4 separate regions of the Mus musculus genome follow, and regions 2, 3 and 4 are each linked to region 1. Evidence: chromatin contacts called from public Hi-C and promoter capture Hi-C data. All regions are on one chromosome and are shown on one strand. Each heading gives the region's core, a stretch centred on a gene start, on an enhancer-like site or on the middle of the called end of the contact. The rest is flanking DNA. Distances are from core to core; before and after follow the strand shown.

The links. Promoter capture Hi-C pulls out the DNA fragments that hold promoters and counts their contacts. Hi-C and Micro-C count contacts between places; a contact is called where the count stands out from the background.
Region 2: a Hi-C map of B cells shows a contact between it and region 1, with 6 read pairs. The contact joins the promoter of Llph here to the promoter of Zfc3h1 in region 1. A contact is called at or near these places in 1 of 39 promoter capture datasets (pre-B cells) and 1 of 484 Hi-C or Micro-C datasets (B cells).
Region 3: a contact with region 1 is called in a promoter capture Hi-C map of pre-B cells. The contact joins the promoter of Cand1 here to the promoter of Zfc3h1 in region 1. A contact is called at or near these places in 1 of 39 promoter capture datasets (pre-B cells) and 1 of 484 Hi-C or Micro-C datasets (neutrophils).
Region 4: a promoter capture Hi-C map of pre-B cells shows a contact between it and region 1. The contact joins the promoter of Nap1l1 here to the promoter of Zfc3h1 in region 1.

What each region holds. Positions count from the first base shown.
Region 1 is chr10:115,383,622-115,386,479 of GRCm38.p6, forward strand. Zfc3h1 (zinc finger, C3H1-type containing) reads left to right here and starts at 1,338. Exons shown (of 35, transcript NM_001033261.2): 1 at 1,338-2,186. The coding sequence starts at 1,577. It overlaps Thap2 (THAP domain containing, apoptosis associated protein 2), which reads right to left and starts at 814. Exons shown (of 3, transcript NM_025780.4): 1 at 584-814. The coding sequence starts at 654.
Region 2 is chr10:120,225,801-120,228,544 of GRCm38.p6, forward strand. It overlaps Llph (LLP homolog, long-term synaptic facilitation (Aplysia)), which reads left to right and starts at 1,260. Exons shown (of 3, transcript NM_025431.2): 1 at 1,260-1,323; 2 at 2,174-2,403. The coding sequence starts at 2,181.
Region 3 is chr10:119,238,754-119,241,633 of GRCm38.p6, forward strand. Cand1 (cullin associated and neddylation disassociated 1) reads right to left here and starts at 1,302. Exons shown (of 15, transcript NM_027994.1): 1 at 888-1,302. The coding sequence starts at 955.
Region 4 is chr10:111,471,939-111,474,638 of GRCm38.p6, forward strand. Nap1l1 (nucleosome assembly protein 1-like 1) reads left to right here and starts at 1,289. Exons shown (of 16, transcript NM_015781.5): 1 at 1,289-1,413.

The DNA.
Region 1 (2,858 bases), core at 88-2,587:
GGAGTTTGACTTAACAGAATTAAAGACATGACTGTACGTTCAACCTGTGTGTGAGTGCGTGATTCTGTTCAAGAGAGAGTTTCTATTTGCTCTTTGATAAACATTGCTTAATTAGATTGACTCAGTTACCATGTGTGACTATTAGAAATGTTTCCCACGTCAATTCCAGTAGTGAAAATTGCCTAATCTTAACTCGAACTCAGCAGGCTTCTAAAGTGATTTGTTGGTTTGAACCCTTATGGCGTCATTCTTCTTAAGGCATGGTCTAAGATATAAAAAATAAAAGAGTAGAAAATAAAGGTATACTCATCACTTTTTAATGCAAGGCATAGTAACTCGGGTTTCTTTTTCTTTTCTTCCTTTCTTTCTTTTTTTTTTTTCAAATTTGGTAAACTTTCCTCGGAAAAGGAGCAAATGTTTCCAGATGTGCGGACCCACACACAAAGGACAAGAGCGAGGCTCCCCTTGCTCTTCGCAGCTGGGCAAGTGACCAAAGTCAGAGGACCTTGTTCTTCTGACACGACCGAGACTCAAGACTGCCTAGGCTCCCGTTTCCGTCACCCCGCTCCCCTCCCAGGTTTACCTGTGGAAGCTGATGTTAATGTGCTTGTTGTAGGTAGCAGCACAGCCCGCCGCGGCGCAATTGGTCGGCATTTCCCCGGGCCCCTCATTCGGCGCCACCTTACGCCACTTCGGAGGCGCTGCCCGCTAAGCAAGCTTCTGTCAAACGCTAGACAAACGAGGCAGGCGACCCCGCGCCGCCAGCTCGGTGCAGAGCGCGGGGAGGGCAGAGGGGCGTGCACAGTACCGGGGTGGGAGGGAGGGCCCACTCTCCTGTCTCTTTATTAATATGGCGGGCTTAGGCCTGCAGAGCCAACGTGCCGGAGCTCCGGGCGCAGACAGTCGCCTTCACCAACATGGCGGCCACACCCGCTCCCCGCCCTCCCCTACCTCCCGGGGTCCCAAAGAGACTAGGTCCAGCGTCTCAGACGGGGGCCCCCTAGCAATGAATGAGAAGATGGCAGATGTCTTCCCCACCGACTAATGACTCTGAAACTCAGGTCTGCGGCTGAAAGAGCATGTCCGCAACCCAGACACTAACCCCTTCCTTCCCCGCCTGCCACCTCGGACGGGATGCTAGGGGACAGTTAAGACTGCAGGGACACAAGGGCGAAGCCTGGAGCAAGAGGAGACTACAAATCCCAGCCAGCACCGCGGCGGACATGGGGGTGGGCGCTTCCTGTCTCGCAAGACTCGGAGGGTCGCCTTCCGGCGTGCCGCAGGAAATGACGCTCGGGACCCGGCCTCCTTCTACAGAGGCTTTCTCGCGAGGCGGAAGAGCAGCAAGGGGGCGCTAGGAGAGGGAACTGGCGAGCGACGGTCCGACGAGCGAGAGAGAGCGATCTGGGGTGCGGGGAAGTTGGGGAGCAGAACCTGCCGGGCGTCCGAGCACGGGAAAGGCCGCGCCCGCCGGGTCCGTTAGGACAGAGGGCGGAGGAGGAAGGGGAAGGCAGGCGGCGGTCGGGCGGTCCCCGGCCGGAGGGCTTCAGGTCGTGTGGCCAGCGCTGCACTCCGGATGGCGGCCGCCGCCGATCCTTCGACCCCGGCCTCTAGCGGCCTCTCGCCGAAGGAAGAAGGGGAGCTCGAAGACGGGGAGATCAGCGACGACGACAACAGCCGGAGCCGGAGCAGCAGCAGCAGCAGCAGCGGCGGCGGGCTGTTACCGTACCCGCGGCGGCGGCCTCCTCCCCCGGCCCGGGGCGGTGGATCCGGGGGAGGCGGCGGCGGCTCCTCGTCCTCCTCGTCGTCCTCCCAGCAGCAGCTGAGGAATTTCTCACGCTCACGGCACCCGGCCGAGCGGGGCCAGCTCAGGGGACCCAGCAGCTACCGACCCAAAGAACCGTTCCGGACTCACCCGCCCCCAGGGCGGATGCCGTCGGGGTCCCTGTCGGAAAGCAGCCCCCGGCCGTCCTTCTGGGAGCGGAGCCACATCGCCCTGGACCGTTTCCGCTTTCGAGGCAGCAGGCCTTACCGGGGTGGGAGTCGCTGGAGTCGGGGGCGAGGAGTGGGGGAGCGAGGAGGCAAGCCGGGGTGCAGACCTCCTGGAGGAGGAGGATCAGGAGGAGCGGGATCCGGATTCGGCAGCAGCCAGAGCTGGCGAGAACCCTCTCCACCCCGCAAGAGCTGTATCCTTAACGTGGCGGTCCGCCCTGGGTGTGTCGCCGGAGCTCCCTTTGGCGTCATGGCTAGGTCCCGGAGTTTTTTAACTTTTCAGAACCACTCATTTCTCTCCCCCGTTCGTCGGCGGTTGTCACGGGCCGCACTCCACCGCTATTTTCGTAGGCTGTTTGACTGAATGGGTGCCTTTTGCTTTTGGATAGGACTGTGTCATGGATTCGGGTCAGCTAGGGAAATGAAATACAGTCTGGGTTTTTAAACAGGACACCAACAGCCCAAGTTTTGTTTGTCTATTTGTTTGTTTGTTTCTTTTTTGCAAGCCCTGGGATTTCGTATTTAACAGGAAATCGACTTAGATTATTAAGGAAAAGAAGTACTCAAACATCTGGAGGAATACTGTTACTTTTATTACGTCCTGACTTTAGAGTTCGTAAAGTTTTCCTCTGTAATTCTTACTGTTCTTGTGATTTTTTTTTTCTTAAATTTGTAGTTATTCATCCCCGTTGCTGCCCTTTGTTTTCTGTGTTTGTGTGTGTGTGTGCACGCGCGTGTGCAGATCCTTTATTTTTACCAGTTTTACAATTCAGCTCTTTTAAATTCATAAGTAGTTTGGAAAGCTATATGCATTAAGTTCACTCTCCTATGTTGGCTTTTTGGCTTTATAACTTTTTGTGTTGCTG
Region 2 (2,744 bases), core at 10-2,509, 4.8 Mb after region 1:
TAAGAGCACCTCTTGCTCTTGCAGAAGACCTGGGTTCAGTTCTGTGGTGATTTGGATATGCTTGGCTCATGGGAAGTGGCAATATTGGGAGGTGAGGCCTCATTGGAATAGGTGTGACTTTATTGGATGAAGTGTGTCACTGTGTAGGTGGGCTTTAAGGTCCCTAGTGCTCAAGCTCCAGCCAGTTCAGAAGAGAACCTCTGGCTGCCTTCAGATCTGGGCTTCTCCAGCGCCATGTCTGCCTGCATGCTGTCATGCTTCCTGCTATGACGACAATGGACTGAACCTCTGAAACTGTGAGCCAGTCCCAAATAAATGTTTTACTTTTTAAGAGTTGCTTTGGTTATGGTGTCTTCACAGTAATGGAAGTAAAACTAAGTAAAACTGGTTCCCAGCACCCCTGTGGTGACTCACAACCAACTGTAAATCCAGTTCAAGGGATGAGATGGCCTCTTCTGGCCTCTTCTGGTACCAGGCACACATGTGGTACACATACATGCTTGAATGTGGTGATCTGTTGAAAACACTGTTTCCAGGTAAGTCTGGGTAGTTAACGTTTGTTGCCTAATCACCCACTGAAGATCAATGAATGAGGTACTATCTAGGCCCTAAGACACTCTTCTTATCTTTCACAAGTGTTAAAGAGACTTGCGTATCGCCCATAGCTTGTGCAATATTAGAAGCACATGCAAAAACCACACCTTTTTTTGTAAACTCATTCACCCTAGGTTAGCTTTGTCTCAGGTATGTAATAGTTTGGACAGATCAACATTGGTTGAAATAGCTTGTTTTACCCTTTAAATTCGTGGGGATAAGGAAAGATTATTCTGTTGGGTGACACTTTGAAATATAACTGGCATGCAGTCGACGTGACGTATTTAAGTTGTACAATTTGATACATCCTCACAGCCGCGTACCTCCTAGGATCCTCAGCCGAAATGAGAAAATTTCTAGACTGCAATTAAACAAAAACAAAACTCAGAAAGGGCTCCAGGATGATCAGAGCTGAGCAATCCCTTTGGTATCCTTTCTCGTGAGGCTGTCACAGACAGGGCCCCCGGCCAGGCTTGGCCCATCCAAGGCTTTGAGATGCTTTGATTTATAATTTGCCACTCCCGACAGGAAATTCCTTAAACTTTCTCCTGTAGGTGTAGGGGTCAGCCAAAGCCTCGGGATGACAGAGACAGCTGGTTGACCACGCCTCCCCAAAGACCACGCCTCTCAAGGATCCCGGCATGCTGTGCGCTGGCCCCTGAACGGAAGCCGGAAGCGCCTGTACTTCCGGTTGGCGTCCCACGCGTGGTGCGCGGTGTTGTCTCTCAGGTGAGTTGCGTGGGCTTTGGACTCAACTCCGCGGCGTGAAGGACTGGCTCGGACCCTGCCTCCGCGGCGAGACCTGACCGCATCCTCGCTCGGTGCGGGGCTCGGGAGGGCGAGGCTCGGGGTCCCGCACACGGACCACTGGTGATTGCTGACGCTCAGGGGACCTCACCCAGCCACCCCACGGTTCTCGTGACCTGTACGGTGTGCAGCAGAGCGGTGGCCCCGGGGGATCCGGCTCAGCCCCGCAGTCCGCAGACGGGGACGGTAGCTCCGGGTTGAAGCCGAACTTGGTAGAAAGGAGCTGACAGGAGTCGGAGGATCAGAGCGAGCCTTAGGGAGAGCCATTTCCAGACCTAGATCGGAGATGTGACGGTCCTGAAGTGGGCGTTGTGCGGACTGGAGCTTGCGTGCGTGTGGGGCTAGAGAGTAAGTCGGAGGCCCGAGAGGAGCGGGATGAGCTTTGATACACGAGGGGAGGAGTCTTTAAAAGGCAGGGAGCTATGGTTTAAGCTGTTAAAAGTTCACACTAAAGATGTGGTGACGGATATTGGATAAGAACAGCGCAATAGGTGATTTTAAGGCGGAGCTGTTCGCTTTCTGTGTCTACTATGCATAGCTGCTCTTTGAGAACGGCTTGAATTAACGACTTGTTCCTACTTAAAGGGGCCTGACGTGTCCGGACTTAGTCCTTTCATGCTCTGCGCTGATTATTACATAAGCTAAGCATGAGGGCACAGCACAACTTCTCTTCCATCTGTCCCAGTTCTGAAGAGAAGGCTGCTTGGCCACGTCCTTGCCAGTCAAGGGTGTGAGCAGTAAACCTTTTGTTTGTGTTTCTGTTCACCGCCAGGTGAAGCATGGCTAAAAGCCTGCGGAGTAAGTGGAAGAGGAAGATGCGGGCCGAGAAGAGAAAGAAGAATGCGCCAAGGGAGCTCAACAGACTGAAGAGTATCCTCAGAGTGGACGGGGATGCTCTAATGAAAGACGTTGAGGAGATAGCAACCGTGGTGGTAGCCAAACCTCGCCAGGAGAAAATGCAGTGTGAGGAAGGGCGGTGTGACGGCGCAGATGAGGAAAAGGGTGAGCCTCGGTCTTCATTTACATGGTTTTTCTAAAAAATGATCCACTTTTCTCTTAGGGGTCGGTCTCTCTCTGTCTTTTTAAAGCCGTCTTCTACCCATTCTACTTGTCCCTAGTGTCAAGTCCAAAAGAAACTGGGGACAAATGGCTAGCTGTGGAGCTTATTAGATAATAAAGTACATGCTGGCACCCTGGTTCCTCTCAGCTCCTCCCCCCAACCCCCAAGTGTCTCCACTTCACAAGCCTCCCTCTCACTCCCATATAACACTGCCGTCTCGGCCGTGCTTCTCTCGGCTCCTGGATCCTCTCGTTCCTCTCAGTCGCCTTTACCCCACTTCTCT
Region 3 (2,880 bases), core at 52-2,551, 3.9 Mb after region 1:
AAAAATAGCCTTTTTTCTTTTGACAGAGGGCTTATTTGTGAAGGATTAGGCGTGGTGTGTGTGTTAACAATCAGTGTAGCATGAAAAAAACAGACGAGGCGACTGTGTGAAAATATAACACCTTCGATATGCACGGGACTAAGAACCAATGGTCCAGGTCTTGCAGAACACAACTCTATGATTAAGCTTCATGGCTCACCAGCCTCTCTTTTCAAGATTGGTTTGCTTGGCAATCCAGCCCTCTGGCCATGACTCTGTATAGGGATGTGAGACCGAAACCCCAAGATCCTGCGTGGCTTTCACTCGGCCGGAGAAAAGTGACAGGGATGCTGGCGGGAAAACCCTGCAGGCCAAGTTTCCCCCCCACCAAGCCGGGCTCCCCTCCCCCTTCTGGCCACCTTCGCCAAAGAGAAGGATCCAAAGAGAAAGTATACAATCCAATCAGCGAAGGCCTCGGAGAAAGTTGATCGTGGCACCCATTTCCCATCCGCGGGAAAAAGCCAGGCGGCGGCTGAGTGGCTGGAGAGCGGCAGCTTGTCCCCCAGCGCCGGGATGGCCTGGCGCCTCGGGAGGGCCGGGGACTAGGCCCGGCCACCCGCCCGCCCGGGAAAAACTCCTTCCCTCCCGCGCAGCCCGTGCCTTCGGGCCCGGGCGCTACCTGGGACGCGTCCCTGGGGGTGGACAAAGGATGCGCCAGGGACGCCGGGACGCGGACCAGCCCCGGGCGGCCAGAGCGGACAACGGCCTAGCGGGGAGATGGGGGAGGGGGTGGCTGGAGACCCGCCGGACCGAGGGGTGGGGCAGGGCCTGTCGCGAGGCCCGGGCGGCGGCCGCCCTCCACCTCTCCCCCACCCCGAGGTGGGGCGAGGGTCGGATTTCAGCCTCACCTGAAGTCCTTGTCGCTGGATGTCATTTTCTCCAGCAAGTTGGAGATGTGGTACGAAGCGCTCGCCATGTTGCCGGCCTCGATCCCGCCTGCTGGCTCAGTGGCTGCTGGGCCCCGCGGCCGGGGCTCCTCCTCTCCTTGGCGGCGGCGCCCGCTTCCAGGGTCGCACCGCGACGCGGACTGGGGAAGGCGCTCCGACGCGACGTCCAGTCCCCGGCCAGACGGGGATGGGGAGGGGAATGGCTGCCCCGGGGGGGAGGTAGGGGAGGCCGAGAGTGAGTGACGGGGACGGCCTAACGACGGCGCTGCTCGCGGGGCGCCGAGCTCATGGGCGGCGGGACGGACGGCTTGGGCCTCGCCGGGAAGCCAGACACTTGCGTTCGGGCCGCCTCGCTCCCACTCCCTCCGCACTCGCTCCCTAGGGCAAGAGGCCAAAGCCCGCCTCCTTCGCTAGGAGGGCGGGGGCGGCCGACGCAGGGCGCTGCGGGGAGGCGGGGTCGGAGGTCACCGGGGCTGCCCGGCGCACTCTGCGCAGTCGCGGTTTACAGGGACGCTCCCGTTGGCCCGGCCGGCTGTCTGTCTTCGCACGGGCCGCCTTTCGGGCGGAATGGCAACGCCTCGAGGGGCTCTTCTCGCGAGACCTTAAAGCGACGGTTAAAGGACGGGCAGTGAGCGTCCAAGGCCGGAGTTCTGCAAACGCTCCTTGCTCCTCCCTGCGACATTAAGAAGGAAGGTCTATGCGTTTGAAAGCGCGTGGGGCTTGTGGGTGATGATGCTAAGAGCTGGCCTGGAGGCCAAGGGGTGCAATGGAAAAATGAGCTCTCTTTCCGAACGGTACGCGTGGCCGAAACTGTCCCCTAACAACCATGCTGTATGGTTGCCACGTGAGAACTACGACTCCCACAATTCAATTGGGGACACACGAAGGACGTGATTGGCTCTTTGAACCTGGAGTTTCTTTATTGGTTCCCGTGGTCGGAGAGAATGCTGGGATTTGCAGGCAGGCAACGCGGGTTATGCTAAATAAAATCTTTCCATCGGCGTGTGCTGTTTCTAAAGTGTCTGTTTCCCTGAAAACATCGCCCACTCCCACCCCCACCCCCGTCCTCATGTTGTTTTGGGCAAGCGCCTTGCAAAATTCAGTGTTTTGGTAGGGGCCTAGTCGAACCTTAGTACTAATCTTTGCTCCGCTAAAAGGCCTCAGGGCCACAGTTTGGACGTAATCCTTTTATTCATCCCGGAGCCACTTTTTTTCTGTTCCATTTAGGTCCTAGTAAGGATTCTCTCCCAATGCCAAACATGGATGGTGCACGCCTCTAATCCCTGATCAGTAGAGGCAAGTGTAGGAGAGCCTTGTGGGTCTCAAGTATAAAAGCTAGCTTGGTCTCTAAATCGAATCCTAGGCCAGTTAGGGGTATCTAGTGCAAACCTGTCGCAAATAGGGGAGGTGGTGGGGAAGTATCATTGCAGATTGTGCTCTGAGCCTACATCTTTCAATAGTCGGCTTCTGTGCACTTAGTTATGAAATCTAAGTTTTCCTATGTGCTCGGATACACCAACACAACCACCAGAGATCAGAGGTGACATGTACAACTGTTTGTTTACTCTCCAAGTTTCCCTAACCGTTCAGTATTTCACAAATAGCCCAAAGAAGAGTTGGAAGGATCAGAGATTTAGGTTTGGTTTGCTTTTCTGAGATAGAGTTTCTCTGGGTAACCCTGGCTGTTTTGGAACTCAATCTGTAGACCAGGCTGATCTCAAACTCAGATCCCCCTGCCTCTGCCCCCCTGCCCCTCTGACCCCCTGCCCCCCTTCCCCTCTGCCCCTCTGCCTCTGCCTGCAATATTAGGATTGAAGCTGTGTGCCACCACGCCTGGCTAATAATTTGTTTATTTTACGTGCATTGGTGTAATTCCTCCATGTGTATCTGTGTGTGGGTGTCAGATCCCTGGAGCTCCAGTTATAAACAAGTGTGATCACTGAGGGTGTTAGGA
Region 4 (2,700 bases), core at 39-2,538, 3.9 Mb before region 1:
CCTGGAACTCTCTATGACCCTAAATTCCTTATCCCTGTGCCTCTATCTCTGCAGGGGTGCAACTCCAGAAATGAAGCCATGTGTGGGCTATGTGATGCTGTGGTTTGAACCTGGGGCCTTCATGCATCTTAGGCAGGCACTCTTACCAAATGAGCTACATCCAAAGGACTCAAAGAGTAGTTATTCTTTCACTAAAATACTAGCACATAGCCTTTTGTATGCACATACTACTTTTTGCCAAGTTCTTCCATGCCTGATTTCACAACAGATAACCAGATTCTCCTGTCTGTCTGTTTGTATTTCCAATGTTGCCCTATCTCACGACTTGTAGTGTCTGGAAGACTCCAGTGAAGGCTTGTGGGAGGATGGGAATGTAAAATGTAGACAGTGCCTTAGTATTATAGACAGATTAACCTCCCACCATAAAGACCACACTTGGAGCACAGCTGTTTGATTTGACGATCTCAAATTGTGGCACATAGCCACTCTCTGAAAGATTTAAAATCTGATACCTGCAGGGCCTCACTGTGGCCCTACCTAAAAAACAAAACCCCAAAGCACCAAACATAGTTAACAGAACAGGTGATTTGTAGTCAACTGAAAAATAGCTGCAAGATTTCATGAGCTTAAGGGTTGATTTACTTTTTCAGGAAGATGAAAAATTGGTATGCTGATTATTTTCATTATAAAGCAGTAATACGCAAAAATACGCTCTTTACTTCCATCAAATGAACTAAAGCAGAGATGAAGGGTTGTGTATCAGGTAAACGTGATGTGGAACACCCTAAAAGGCGTAGAGGCGCCCCGAGTTAGAAGCAAAACCAGCCGAAGACGCTGCCGCGGTGGTCACAAGAAAAGAGTTGTTAGTTCTCAGCTAGAGTGGGAAAATGGTTTCAGAGGAGAAGGGGGTGGGGAGAGGGGAGAGGCGTGCTGGGATTAGGTCTGGATGCGGATGGGAATCCTAGCCAGGATACTGCAAGCCTGCCACTAGGCTGTGTCCCTAACCCAGGCGGGCAAGGAGAACCAGGAGCGGGACCTATGGGTCGTCGCTGTGGGATTGGGATTTCCATCGCAGCGTAGAAGGGAGAAGAGATGGCGAGCACAAGACCGCCACAGGCGGGAAGCCTAAGGTGCCGGGGAAGAAGGACGGCTCTGTAACCAGGCAACAAGGCCCAGGCCCGCCTCCCGCTCCCGTTGCTACGCAACGCCGAGGCCAGGGGGAGGGCGTCGGAGCAGCCCTACGTGCTGACGCTAATTGTATATGAGCGCGAGCGGCGGGCTCTCGGGTCTTTTTTAGCGCCATCTGCTCGCGGCGCCGCCTCCTGCTCCTCCCGCCGCCGCCGCTGCCGCCGCCCTGAGTCACTGCCTGCGCAGCTCCCGCCGCCCGGCTCCGCGTCCGAGCCTCCTGGAACGGTAACGGCTGGGGGCCGGGAGGGCCGGGTGGCGGGGGCCTGCGAGGTGTCGGGCTGAGGCCGCGGGGTGAGCGCTCCGGAGCGGCCATGCGGCCTGAGGGACCCCGGGGAGCGCCGGCGGCTGCGGGGCGCGCGGGACGGCGAGGCCGCGGGAGAGCGGAGGAGGAGGAGGAGGCCACGCCGCGGGGCGCCCTGGGTCGCCCGGCCGCCTCTGCCTCGGTGGAGCCCACCGCGAGGGCAACCCCGGCGAGGCGGGCCGCGGGGATGGGGGACATGGAAGGAACGGTGGCCGCGCGAGTTCCGCCCGCAGGGAGGGGCTGTGCAGGCCGCGCGGCCTCGGCGCGCAGGAGCCGGGGCACGTGGGGACCGCGCCGCGGGCGGCCGGAGACCCCTGCCGGGGCCCACCCGACACCTCCGTCGGAGTTGGAGGAGGAGGAGGGGTCGCCACGAGTACCAGTCCCGCCACGGTCTCACCGGCTCCCTGGGTCTTCCTGGAGGGAACTGTGCTAGCGGATGGGAGGATGGAGGGGCGAGCAGCCTCCACCGCCAGGGTTATAAGGGGTTAACACGTGCAAAGCGTTCAGCCTAGCTATTTTTTTTTTTTTTTTTTTTTAACAAAAGATCTTGTTTTGTGTCTCACAGGTACAGTTAGAACTTCGATGGGTAACGTGGCCGGGGTATATTTGTGTGGAGAGACTTAATCCTAGTCTCCTTAAACCTCCAGATGGTTCTGAGACGAAAACTAAGAAGGGCTGGCTTGTTGGGGGTGGGGAGTGGGGTTCGAGTTTAATAGACCAACAGCGTGGTTCTTCCCTTCAGGCAGCACCCCCTCCCTCCCCCCAGAATTCTCACTAGGGATGAAGTGGAAGGACCATGGGGTGGAACAAGGCATTAATAATATACTGACCAAGCTCAGTGCGCCACATTTCTGTAAAGATCTCAGGAGTGGCATCGGAGGGAGGGCGGAGACAGGTCCTGTCCAGAGGGCAGGGCTTCCCAGACTAAAAGGATGCACCAGGCATACAGGCTATCTTCCAGGGCTAACTACTTCAGACTGTCTCCTGTCTCTAAATTCCAAAATGAGAAACGTTTTAAAGACTTTCCCAACACCTCTAATTTCAGGAGAGCCAACATAAAGTTTACCACTTTTGAAAATAGACGCCATCAAAACACCTTCCCAAACTTAATATCCAAAGAATACTTTGGATTAGAGGAGTGCCTAAAATTTACATTTTTTTGTTTTTTGATTTTTTTGGGGGGGGCGGGATGGGGTGGGGGTGGTGGTTTC